Linked DNA regions of Mus musculus: regions 1 and 2 are each linked to region 3. The links are chromatin contacts, called in public HiCAR-type and HiChIP or PLAC-seq maps. All regions are on one chromosome and are shown on one strand. The core of a region is the stretch at or near the end of the contact, and the rest is flanking DNA. Distances in the headings are between cores, read along the strand shown. Region 1 holds the start of Ccdc8 (coiled-coil domain containing 8). Region 2 holds the start of Hif3a (hypoxia inducible factor 3, alpha subunit). Region 3 holds the start of Nop53 (NOP53 ribosome biogenesis factor).

The links. HiCAR-type assays count read pairs that join an accessible place to other places. HiChIP or PLAC-seq counts read pairs in DNA pulled down with a chosen protein or histone mark.
Region 1: an H3K4me3 HiChIP or PLAC-seq map of embryonic forebrain shows a contact between it and region 3, with 2.6 times the contacts expected there. The contact joins the promoter of Ccdc8 here to the promoter of Nop53 in region 3. A contact is called at or near these places in 4 of 39 promoter capture datasets (cranial neural crest, embryonic stem cells, hippocampal neurons and 1 more) and 2 of 115 datasets of contacts at active chromatin or transcription factors (astrocytes and embryonic forebrain).
Region 2: a HiCAR-type map of astrocytes shows a contact between it and region 3, with 5 times the contacts expected there. The contact joins the promoter of Hif3a here to the promoter of Nop53 in region 3. A contact is called at or near these places in 8 of 39 promoter capture datasets (cranial neural crest, fetal liver, frontonasal cranial neural crest and 4 more) and 3 of 115 datasets of contacts at active chromatin or transcription factors (acute myeloid leukemia, astrocytes and neural tube).

What each region holds. Positions count from the first base shown.
Region 1 is chr7:16,991,757-16,995,494 of GRCm38.p6, forward strand. Ccdc8 (coiled-coil domain containing 8) reads left to right here and starts at 2,146. Exons shown (of 1, transcript NM_001101535.2): 1 at 2,146-3,738. The coding sequence starts at 2,832.
Region 2 is chr7:17,060,526-17,064,285 of GRCm38.p6, forward strand. It overlaps Hif3a (hypoxia inducible factor 3, alpha subunit), which reads right to left and starts at 1,902. Exons shown (of 15, transcript NM_001162950.1): 1 at 1,831-1,902. The coding sequence starts at 1,856.
Region 3 is chr7:15,943,680-15,947,614 of GRCm38.p6, forward strand. Nop53 (NOP53 ribosome biogenesis factor) reads right to left here and starts at 2,429. Exons shown (of 13, transcript NM_133831.3): 1 at 2,151-2,429; 2 at 1,611-1,675. The coding sequence starts at 2,374. Gm24576 (a long non-coding RNA gene) reads left to right here and starts at 2,414. Exons shown (of 2, transcript XR_391165.4): 1 at 2,414-2,621; 2 at 2,782-3,935. It also overlaps a transcript of Ehd2 not described here.

The sequences.
Region 1 (3,738 bases), core at 896-3,395, 1.0 Mb after region 3:
GTCTTGGCTTCTCTTCAAAGCACCTCTGCTTTGGGGAAGAGGCCTAAGGAAGGCTGGAGGGGCCAGAGGAGGGGCTGCCTCTGTGCCTGCTGTGTGGAAGTTCCCAGCTTCTCCCCTAAGCTCAGCCAGGGCCCCTTGTTGCCTTGGAGACCACTAGTCACGTTCAAGGCCTTGGGCTGAGCAGCTAGAATTCCATGTCGTGAAGAGGAGGAAAGTTCACCTAAGCAGAGCCAGCAAAAGCGTCCTCCCTCCTACCCCCAATGGGGACGTTGAAGCCAGGACAGGACCCAAACAAAGCACCCCACCCCGACTCCAAACCTGAACCTGAAAAATCCTCTCCTGCACCTTCTTTTTCTCCGTCCCCTTTCCCTTTTCCTCATTGCTCATGATCTGCCTCCAAGGTTTTTCTGGGTTAAATAAAATCACAAATGTTTATCTTACTTTAATTTTTTTTTTTTATGATTGTGTGTGTGCGCTCACGCACGCGCGCTCTCGCTTGCGTAACCTTTGCAGGCATGCTTCTTGTGAAGGTTAGAAGGTATCAGATCCCCATCAACTGGAGTTCTGGGTGACTGTAAGCCACTACGTGGGTGCTGGGAACCGAATCCTCTATAAGAGCAGCAAGCGCTCTTAATCACAGAGACACCTCTCCAGCCCCTGGGTCTCTTGTAGCTCAGGCTGGTGTGAGCTCTCTGAAGTTGCGAGTGACCTTACCCTCCTCATCCCCCTGCCTTCAATTACTGCGATCACAAGTGTGCATCCCATGCCTGATATATGTTCTTATATTGATATTAAAGTCACTTCCTTACCTGGCCGTTGTTGTTGTTGCTTAAGCCTGATAATAGTGGCCTACGTAAAGCCTAGTAGACAGAGGCTGAGGCAGGAGGATCCCTGAAAGTTTGAGGCCACGTGGGATACATAAACTAAGAACTGAGGGTACAACATCTCTGTGATCTTAAAGGTTTTTTTATTTTTAAGAAAATTTTTTATTTAAAAAATATATTTATTTTATGTGCTTTGGTGTTTTGATGTATATCAGTGGGGGGGGGGTGTTAAATCCCCTAGAGGTGGGGTTACAGACATTTATGAGCATTATGTGGGTGCTGGGAATTGAACCCAGGTCCTCTGAAAGAGCAGCCTGTGCTTTTAACCATGGAGCCATTTCTCCAACTCCAAGAAAATATTTTACTTTAAAAACGTGTTTATCGGGCTGGGCATGGTGGCGCACGCCTTTAATCCCAGCACTTGGGAGGCAGAGGCAGGTGGATCTCTGAGTTCGAGGCCAGCCTGGTCTACAAAGTGAGTTCTAGGACAGCCAAGGCTACACAGAGAAACCCTGTCTCGAAAAACAAACAAACAAACAAACAAACAAACAAAACCCGTGTTTATCGTGTGTGAATTAATATATGTACAATCTGTGTATAGGGGTGCACATGTGGAGATTGAACAATAACTTTGTAGAATTGGTTTTATGTGGGTTCTGGGATTGAATTCAGGCTTTGGGGAAATGTTTTTACCCATTGGGTTATCTTGTGTGCCCCTTTTTGTGTGCATGAATGTCTTCTCTCTCTCTCTCTCTGTGTGTGTGTGTGTGTGTGTGTGTGTGTGTGTGTGTGTGTGTGTGTGTGTACCACGTATATGCAGTGCTCACAGAGATCAGAAGAGGGTATTGGATCCCCTGGAACTGGAAATAAACAGGGTTTTGAGCCATCGTATTGGTTCTGGGAGTCAAACCCAGGTCTTACATAAAGGTAGCCCATGCTCCTAACCATTGAGCCACCTCTAGTCCCATCCCCTTAATTTTAAACGCACGTTCATAATTGCAATAGCCTTCAAAGGATTTGAGCCATCAGCACTCGCACCTTTTGGGCTTGCACGTCTAGGATGGCAGGTTGGGGGACCCGTTGCCTTTTGGGAAGGATGATGACGTGGGTTTTGGCTGCAGCTAAGGGAAGCCCTGGCCCCATTGAGGCTCTGGGGGGCAGCCACACCTCTGTGGGGGAGGAGAGGGAGGCTGCCCTGAAGGGGAGTGGACAGCCCCGCTGCCAGTCTTCCCAGGCTTAGAGTGTAAGATGAGAAGGAGAAGGTGGGCCTCACCCAGGAGGGGAGGGCGCCCAGAAACTTCCTGCGGCTCTCAGCTCCACCACAGACTGAGCGCAAGGTCAGTTTGGAGCGGGTGGCAGACTGCCTGGGGGCGGGAGACCCTCCTCGGGGCTGGGCGGAGGCCTTTAAGCACCTCGCCATATTGAAAGGCCACGCTGAGCCGTCTTTGTCTGCAGAGTCCTCCCAAGAACTTTCAGCTATATCCTGGTGTCTGGGGCAAGGGAGAAGCGATCGGAGCTCGTGGGACCCCAACTTGGAGCCGGGACACTGGCGATTCCAGTTTGGACTGAACTTTGAGCCTCGGGAATGAGCGTGCTTCAGTTCATGTAAGCATCCTGGAAAACTGCTTGCTACAACTCCGAGGGGGTTGGGGAAGCCAACTTGGACTTGTTTCCTGAAGAGAAAATTGTAGGGAGGAGACACTCTGTGCGAGCAGAGTTGCTAGGACTGTCCACCGCCCCCTCCCCAAGACTAGCAGCCAAGTGTCTGGGCTTTTTGCCCCCACTCGAGCGTCCACGCTGGAGATCTTAAAGACTCTCGAAAAAAGCCACGTAGGGGGATGGTTCCCCTGGGGCTTCCTTCCGTCTCCCGATTGCCTGATCCTCTGGAGTGTCCCCGACGTCTGCAAAGATGTCGATCTGGACGTGTTAGTGGAGGCCTTAAGGCCTGTGGGCACCTTTAAGAAAATCGGAAAGGTGTTCCGCAAAGAAGAGGACTCCACGGTGGGGATGCTGCAGATTGGGGAGGATGTTGACTATCTGCTCATCCCCCGGGAGGTCCGCCTGGCTGGGGGCGTGTGGAGAGTCATCTCCAAGCCTGCAACGAAGGAAGCTGAGTTTCGGGAGCGGCTAATCCAGTTTTTGCAGGAGGAGGGCCGCACCCTGGAAGATGTGGCCCGTATCATCGAAAAGAGCACTCCACACCCACCCCAACCCCGCAAAAGAACCAAGGAGCTGAGAGTGAGGAGAGTCCCGCAGATGGTCACTCCTCCACTTCGGCTGGTTGTAGGTACCTATGACAGCAGCAATGGCAGCGACAGTGAGTTGAGTGACTTCGATACCTCCAAAGTCAAAGGCAACAGGAGCTCCTCCGGGAGGACCAGGAAGGTGCGCAAAATGCCGGTCAGTTACTTGGGCAGCAAATTCCTGGGCAGCGATGTGGAGAGTGAGGATGATCAGGAGCTGGTGGAGGCCTTCCTCCGCCGTGGGGAGAAGCCCAGCGCGCCTCCTCCACGACGCCGAGTCAATCTTCCAGTGCCCATGTTTGAGAACAACCTGGGGCCCCAGCCATCCAAGGCCGACAGATGGAGGGAGTATGTTAGCCAGGTGTCCTGGGGGAAGCTGAAACAGAGGGTGAAGGGCTGGGCACCCAGATCAGGCTCCGAGGTGGGCCAGACCCAGCAGGCCTCCACAGCAGCTGAGAGGGCTGGAGAAATGAGACACAGCCAAGCCAGCTCGGACGATGATAGCTCCAGAAACACAGGAGACCGGAGTGACCAGATGCTGGGTACTAGACGCTGGAAGCCCAAGATCAAGTGGGTTTCCCTGAGACGATGCAGGAAGGAGCAGGTGCCACCCTTCGCTCAGGGAACAGGCATGCCAGCTGAGGAGCACCCAGAGGCTGCAGAGAACCAGG
Region 2 (3,760 bases), core at 652-3,151, 1.1 Mb after region 3:
GGTGACCTGAGAGGCCAGGGGACAAGGTTTGGGTTGGAGAAAGGACTTAAGGTAGGGGTCAGTGGGGAGTCTCTCTGACCTTGATCCAACTTGTTCTCATGTCATTCGGTGGGGTGTCTAGCCATCTGTCCTGTTTTTCCCGGAAACCCTGCTCTCAGGTGGGTATTCAGGGCAGTGTGCTCATTCTTGATCTCCTATGAATACTCCCCACAAAGAGTAAGATGGCTTGGAGACGGAAGCTAGAAGAAAGAAAGGGGCACACGGCGCCAGAGGTAACCACTCACCCTCACCCAAGCCCCCTCTGATGCCAACTGTCATCCTGGGGGTGCAGGAGGGGCCCGGAGCTCAGCTGTGAGGCGGGTGCAAGTTGGATGTGCGGCCGCGTGGGATGACACCACAGGAAAGGGCTGGCCTTGGGTGCTAACGGGAGGAGGAGTGGGGGGGGGGGAGCGATGACACCCTAGTTAAGTTAGGAGAGGGCCCTCACACAACCATAAAGGGGCGCTGTCACGAGCGGCACCAGGGATGGCCTAGAAGGGGTGGGGACTGAGTTCCCGGGTGGGCTCAGGGCCAGAAGTTGGAATAGATGGGCCAGACAGGGCCAGAAAAAGGGCGAGCCTGGGTGGGTTGAGGTAGGGGGTAAAAACTGGGTGTAGAGAAAAACCAATCAGATCTCGGAAGCCAGGGAGGAGGGACAGGGGTGAGGCTTGAGGGATGCCCCAATTTAGACAGGGAATACCAAGAGTCTAGGAAATTTTTCTGGGGTCTCCCGTGGCAACCTGGCGAAATGGGCTCCACTGGCTATGGTCCCAAAGCCTCTGCACCTGTTGCAAGGTGAACACAGAACCCGCTTCTTCCTAGGATAACCCCAGCTGTGTCCAGCCACAGGAGGGCGCTGCCTTCCCTTGATTAGCCAGGGCATCTTTCGGAAGGATGTCTCTCAAATAGGGTTTGGGTGGGGCCCTCCTCCCTCAATTACAGACTGGGTCCAGGCAGATGAAATTGACACAGAACCAGATCGCAGGAAGTGGCTCAGATTTGTTCTGTTGGTACTGAAAAGGAGCGACCCTACTTATTTAATGCTGTTTTTTGAGACAAGAAAATGTAGACCAAAGCTGGTCTGGAACTTGCCATGTAGGCCAGGCTGGCTTTGAAAGCATCAATCTCCTATAGCTTTCCAAGTGCTGGGTTTACAGGCATGAATCTCCTTCCCCAGCTATCATTCCACTCTTTGAAAGGCAAAAAGACCTTGGTTAGGTCCCACACAGCCTCTAATGAGGACCTCCCTATCCCCATGTCATTTTAGAGCATTTTGAAGCTTGGGAGACTGTTAGAAAGGGCATGGTAAAATTAACCTCTCTCCTGGAATTCAGAAATAGTGTCTTTCAGGGACTCCCTAGAAACTCCAGTTTGGGGATCCCTTATTAACACCACAAGAGCTAGACTGCCAAGGAAGACTCCTTTCAGGGATTTGGAGGAAAAGACTTTTTTGGAAGAAGTCTTCCTTGCTCAAACGCGACCACCTCCAATCCATAAGGAACTTGGAGTTTCACCCCCAGCCAGATGGAGGATTGAACCCGATGTATCTGGAAATTGCAGCTCATAACCCCAAAGCAGTTCCAGGGGAGGGGGGCGGGACAGCTGGAGCTCTGGGGGTAAATCCCTGATACCCTGAAAACCTCTAAGGTGGAGGGTGCATCGGGATGTGTCCCCAATCGGGCGCCTCACAGTGTCCTCAACTTGAGCCACACCCCAGAGATGAGGGGTTCCCTTAAAGCTCCGTCAAAGAGAGCCCCCAGACCCCACCATCCTATCCCCGAAGCCCTGTACCTCACGCGCTGCAGCCCCAACGCCATGGCTCGCCCTTCGCGGTTCCAGAGCCCTCGATGCCCAGCGTCCCCCTCCCCTGCCTGTGTGAGCCCCCTCCCCAGCTCCACCTCTGCCACTCCATTGGCTGGTCTTTGCCCAGCCCGCGGCTCTGATTGGAAGGTGGGCTTGTTGCTCCCGAGAAGGAGGAGGGACTAAAGGAGAAGACTTGGAACTTCAAGGGGTTGGGGAATCCGATGTAATGCACACCCCCAGCCACGCCCCTGCCCCAGACTTCCTTGGCAGTCCGGAGCCCGCCGGGCGTGATTTCCCTCCAGTCTCTGAACTTCCATATGTACACTTCTGAACCATCTGATTCACTGTTCTCTGTGTCCCAGTTCCTGTCGCAGTCTCTGCCTTCACTCCCACCTTTCCCAACCCCCTCTCCTTTCTCCCGCTCTGTCCTTTTCTTGACGTACCAAGTCCCCACTTCTCTCCACCCCGAACTCTACTTCACCTGTATTTCATAACCCCTTTCTTTGCCATACCCCATGTCCCTCCACTGTGTGGCCCCACTGTGGACCCCGCCTCCCAGAATCTTCCTTGTCCACCCGTCTCCACCCCATCCTGACCCGTGGCCTCTCTTAACTCCCTGTGCAGGTTCCTGCGGATGAATAATTAAGCTTCTGTCAAGTAAATATGCTTTAGCTTCATCACACCCACTTGTAAAGGGAACAGAGAACCGATGAGAGATACGTGCGCAGTGACATGGACAGGTGGAAGACGGTACAGCTGGGTAAGGAAGAGGAAGGAAGTTCCTGTGTAGGCTGGAGAGGGCGTGGACACTAAGGACAGGGGTGAAGGAGCAGTGTTCCTTCCGTATGCAGGTTTGGGTACACTCTACACTGCGGCAGAAATGGATTTATTGTTTTTGAGTTATTGGGCAAGCTCCATCTTAGGACTTTCACACATAACTGCGCACTCTCTTTAGAGTGCTCTTCTCGGCTAGACGGTTGGCTCCAGGTTTAAGGCCCTTGCTGCCAACCCTGAAGACCAGTGTTCAATCCCCAGGCCCTCCCCCCTCCCCCCACATCGTGGAAGGCAAGGTCTTTGATTTATCTGCGCGCACGCGCGCACACACACACACACACACACACACACACACACATACACACACCACACGTAAAATGTAATAAAAAACTTAAAAAAATTCTCCTCTAAAAATCCACATGGCTCCCCACCTCAACTCAGGAAAATAGTAAGCTGTCTCCTCCCATTGCCTTCTCTTCTCCATCTTCCTTCTCCTCTTCTTTCTCCTTCCTCTTTCTTCCTCCTCTTCTCCATTTTATTTTCAGATGGGGTCTCATGTAACCCCGTCAAGACTGGCCAGCAAGAGCTGGCCTTGAACTTCTATCCTCCTGCCTTCACCTTCCAAGTGGATTACAGGTGTGTACCATTATGCCCAGCTCCCATGCCATTTAGTTTCAGTTGATTTTATTTGAATAAATCTGACTATATCCATGCTATCAGCAACTCCAGGGAAGAAGGCAAAATCCAGACAGAGCCAATCACTGTAGGACTTCCTTGGCCACAGTGATTACCAGTTTTGGGAAGATATATGAACCAAACTAGTATAGTGAAGATTAACTCTGAGGACTTTGCTGTAACTGTCAGGAGAGAGGGTTTATTTATTTCTTATTGTTTTATTGTGTTTATAGCACAGAGGATTGAATTTGGGACAAACTCAACCAGAACCATACATATCCCCAGCTCTTCACTGTGATATTGAGATTCTAGGCAGGGGCTCTACCACTGAGCCACGCCCCCAGCCCCTCACTGGGGGATTCTAGGCAGGGGCTCTACCACTGAGCCACGCCCCCAGCCCCTCACTGGGGGATTCTAGACAGGGGCTCTACCACTGAGCCACACCCCCAGCCCCTCACTGGGGGATTCT
Region 3 (3,935 bases), core at 1,179-3,678:
TAATAAAAGCAGCAGCAACAAGCCACAAAAAGCTGAATACTGAACTGCAGGATGGTGCAGAGGCAGAGGCAGAGGCACGGCTCTAGCTACCAAGCCTGGCAACCTGAGGCCAATCCCAGGATCATGGGGGAAGAACTGACTCAGACATGGTACCCTCCAGCCACACACATGCCAGGGCACATCCTAGATGGTGTGCGCTCATTCAAGCACATGCACACCCTAACTAGAAATGAATGTAAAAACAAAAAGTGAACGCTAGCTTCTTTTATGGATAAAACGCTATAGGTTGGCCAGTTGGCTCCTACCTGTAATCCAAGCACTTGGGAGGCTGAGGTAGGAGGACGTTAAGTTCCAGGCCAGCCTGGGCCACACCGTGACCTTTTAGGTAGCCTACGTACAGAAGAAGACCTTGTCTCAAAACAAAAACAAAGCATAGCTATTACTGAATCAAAAATGAACATAACTCAGAATGATAAACGCCATGTTTCCCCTTGCACACAGAACCTAGATTTAAAACTCCATGACCTGGCCTGAGTGGGGCAGATGGAACCCATTACCTTAGATGTTAACGTCCCCGGGTCCCCACACAGCTTCCCTGGGTTCTCCCGACCTTGTCAAGAAGGTTTTCATGAACAGGACCCCTTGACTCACATCGTGCATACTAAAGTGCCTGGCTGCTGGCAAAGCTGCCAGCTTGTTCTGCAAAGCCACTGGCTGTCCTGCTGGACCAGGCACTGGCTTGTTTTCAGTACCTGCTGAACCAGGCTTCCCATTTTAAGTGTTTTTCTGCCTCCTTGGTGAAAACCCCACTCAGCAAAGCAATCCCTAACTTGCCCTTATTTTCATGTCCCAGCAGGTCCCAGCCCAAGTTCTGCTGGAGTAAAGCCATCTTGCCAAGACATGTTTCCTTCCTCCTGGCTAAAAGAGATCCTCTTGTTCTCTCTGTTTTGAGACAAGGTCTCATTGTGTAGGCCTGGCTGTCCTGGAGCTCACTATGTAGACCAGGCTGGCCTGCAACTCAGAGAAATTAACGTTGTGGGTTATCATGCTTGCTATCATATTCTTTGGGGAAGGGGGACAAAAAAAAAAAAAGCTGAATGATACAGCTCAATAAAACCAAACAAAAATGAACAACAGGTCACCTTTCTTAATCATCTCAAGCTTGTTTCAAAGCCATTCAAAGTAATTCTTTATACTAAAGACTGCCCCTTCTAGTCTCCAGTGGTAAAGCATACCTTTATTTCCAGCACTCAGGAGGCAGAGGCAAGCAGATCTAAGTTTGAGGCCAATATGGTATACATGGTAAGACTGTGGTGATGAACCACACCCAGCACTGACTCGGGGAGGCAGGGACAGGTGGATTTCTGAGTTCAAGGCCAGCCTGGTCTACAGAGTGAGTTCCAGGACAGCCAGGGATACACAGAGAAACCCTGTCTCGATCCCCCCTCCCCTCCAAACTTGTGATCAAGACTGTTTCCAAAATGAGAGAGAGAGAAAGAGAGAGAGAGTGTGTGTGTGTGCTTTGCTTTAAATTATGTCATCAATGCAGATCTCACGGGTGCAAGACTCAGAGAACCACCAGCACACAACTTCATAAGAGCACTCCTCACCTTTTCTCTTGAATCCTGTGTCCACGAAGAAGAGCTTTTCGTTTGGGGCCTCTGCCAACAAGCCACTGAAGGATAAAAATGCAGACTATTTGCCAAAGTAATGCTGGAAAGATAACAGACCCTTAGGGGTCTAACTTTTTGGGCCCATCCCAACTCTTCCTCAAACCATGGGCTACACCTGGAGCTTTCACACAGAATTTAAAATGTACCACGATGGGGTGAACGTACTTTATTCTCTTTCACTTGAAATTCAAACTCTGTAGCAAAAGGTTTTAATGCCAGCACTCCGGCGGCAGAGGAAACTTGAGTTCGGAGCCAGGCTTGTCTACATACCGAGTGCCAGGTCGTCCTACATAGTGAGGCCCTGTTTCAAATTTTAAAAAAAACTAGGGGAAAACTTAAACTTTGTTGGGATTTTCGCACGCTTATTTGTTAAAGATACTATTGATAGGTCTCCCACACCGAGCCGGGATGCCCGGTCCGTCTAGCACCAGGTCGCAAAGCGCACGGCCACGCCACCGGAAGTCCCGCCCCACGTACCCGGTCGTGCGCTCCTGTAGCCGGACGTCTTCCAGGAACTGGTCGACCTCTAACCCCAGCGGCTCCTCGGCGAGCCTCCTCCAGCCGCGCTTCTTGTTTCTGGGGCCCCGCCGCCGCCGCCTCAGAGCGGGATCCACCGAGGTCGGCCGCAGCCCCAGGAAGCCAGAGTCCGCCTGGCTTCTCGAGCCGCGCTTCTCACCGTCCCTGTTACCACCCGCAGCCATCTTCTTAAAGGAAGAGCTTAGTCGCTCTAACTCCGATATCCGGTTTGGAACGTGCGCGTCTCGAGTGACGTAATATGACGCACTTCCTGTTTGCGACCATCTTGATAAAGCGTAGTTTTTACATAGAGAGTTTTACGTCTTGGCAAAAGGATAAATCATCACGTTCAGTCTCTTCTTATTTTAAAAATGTTCGAGCCGGGCGTGGTGACGCACGCCTTTAATCCCAGCACTCGGGAGGCAGAGGCAGGTGGATTTCTGAGTTCGAGGCCAGCCTGGTCTACAGACTGAGTTCCAGGACAGCCAGGGCTACACAGAGAAACCCTGTCTTGAAAAAACAAAACAACAACAACAAAAGGCAGGGTTTCTTTGTGTAGCCTAGCTGTCTGTTAACTCACTCTGTAGACCAGGCTGACCTCGAATTCAGAGATTCGACCTGCAATTTCGGGTTGGTAGGGAGTAGGCTATGTGGATTCTTGGTTCTCACTCTGAGTAATTTACCTTACCCGGTATCATAAAATTTTACTCAAACCATTTTGTTAGTTATACAAGTTTTTTGTTTGCTTGCTTGCTTGCTTGCTTTCTTGGTTTGGTTTTTCGGGAGAGGGTTTCTCTGTATAACCCTGGCTGTCCTGGAACTCACTCTGTAGACCAGTTTCATACGTGCCTTGCCATTTTTGCTTCCCTTTGCCTTCTCACTCCTACTGAACTACCCTTCTTTCCCCCAAATGCCCTCCTCCCTTGTGTCTTTGTAGTTTTGTGACGTACTGGATTTACTAGGATTTTTTGTACCAGCAATGAGTGAAGAGTTAGTTACTAGATCAGAGGCAACTGACCAGTGTGTATGCCATTGAAGGACACCCCTCCTTCCCAAATAGTAACTGCCAAGGGACGGAGTCCAGTCAAATTTTCTTTAACTCTTTTTATTAAAGAAGATGCTGGGTGTGGGGCTGCCAAGATACCTCAGTAGAGAAAGGCTGTTGCTGCCAAGCCTCAGATTAATCCTCATAACCCATATGTTGGAAAAAGCCAATACCTGCAAGCTGTTTGTTCTTGACCTTCACAAGGTATGCTGTGGTGGCATATATGCTTACACGCCGTTATGAAATATAATGTGGCAAGGGAGTATTTTTGGAGGGCCTGGCCAAGGTGTACCCCTGAGAAGTTACACCATAAAACAGACCTAGTGTAAAGGTTTATTGGGGGGAACGCAAGAGTACTGTGGGACTTGGTGAAGGGACAGAGGCAGACAAGTGGACAGATAGACAGGCAGACAGATGGGGGGCAGAATCATGAGGGCAGAGAGAGGGGACAGAGAAGGAGAGGGAACATTGGTGGTGGAGATCAGAGAGAGAGAGCTGGGGTGGCAGGTGGGTCCTTACATCTACTGGTACATCTGGCTGCCGTAGGTCATGATGTAAGCACTGGCTGGGTCCCTGAAAGCAGGCCAATGGAATTGCCTGTATAAAACACACACACACACACACACACACACACTCTAAAAGAAAAAAAAATAGCTGGGTAGTGCTGTTCATTTTTAACCTTACCTACCTACTCAAGAGGC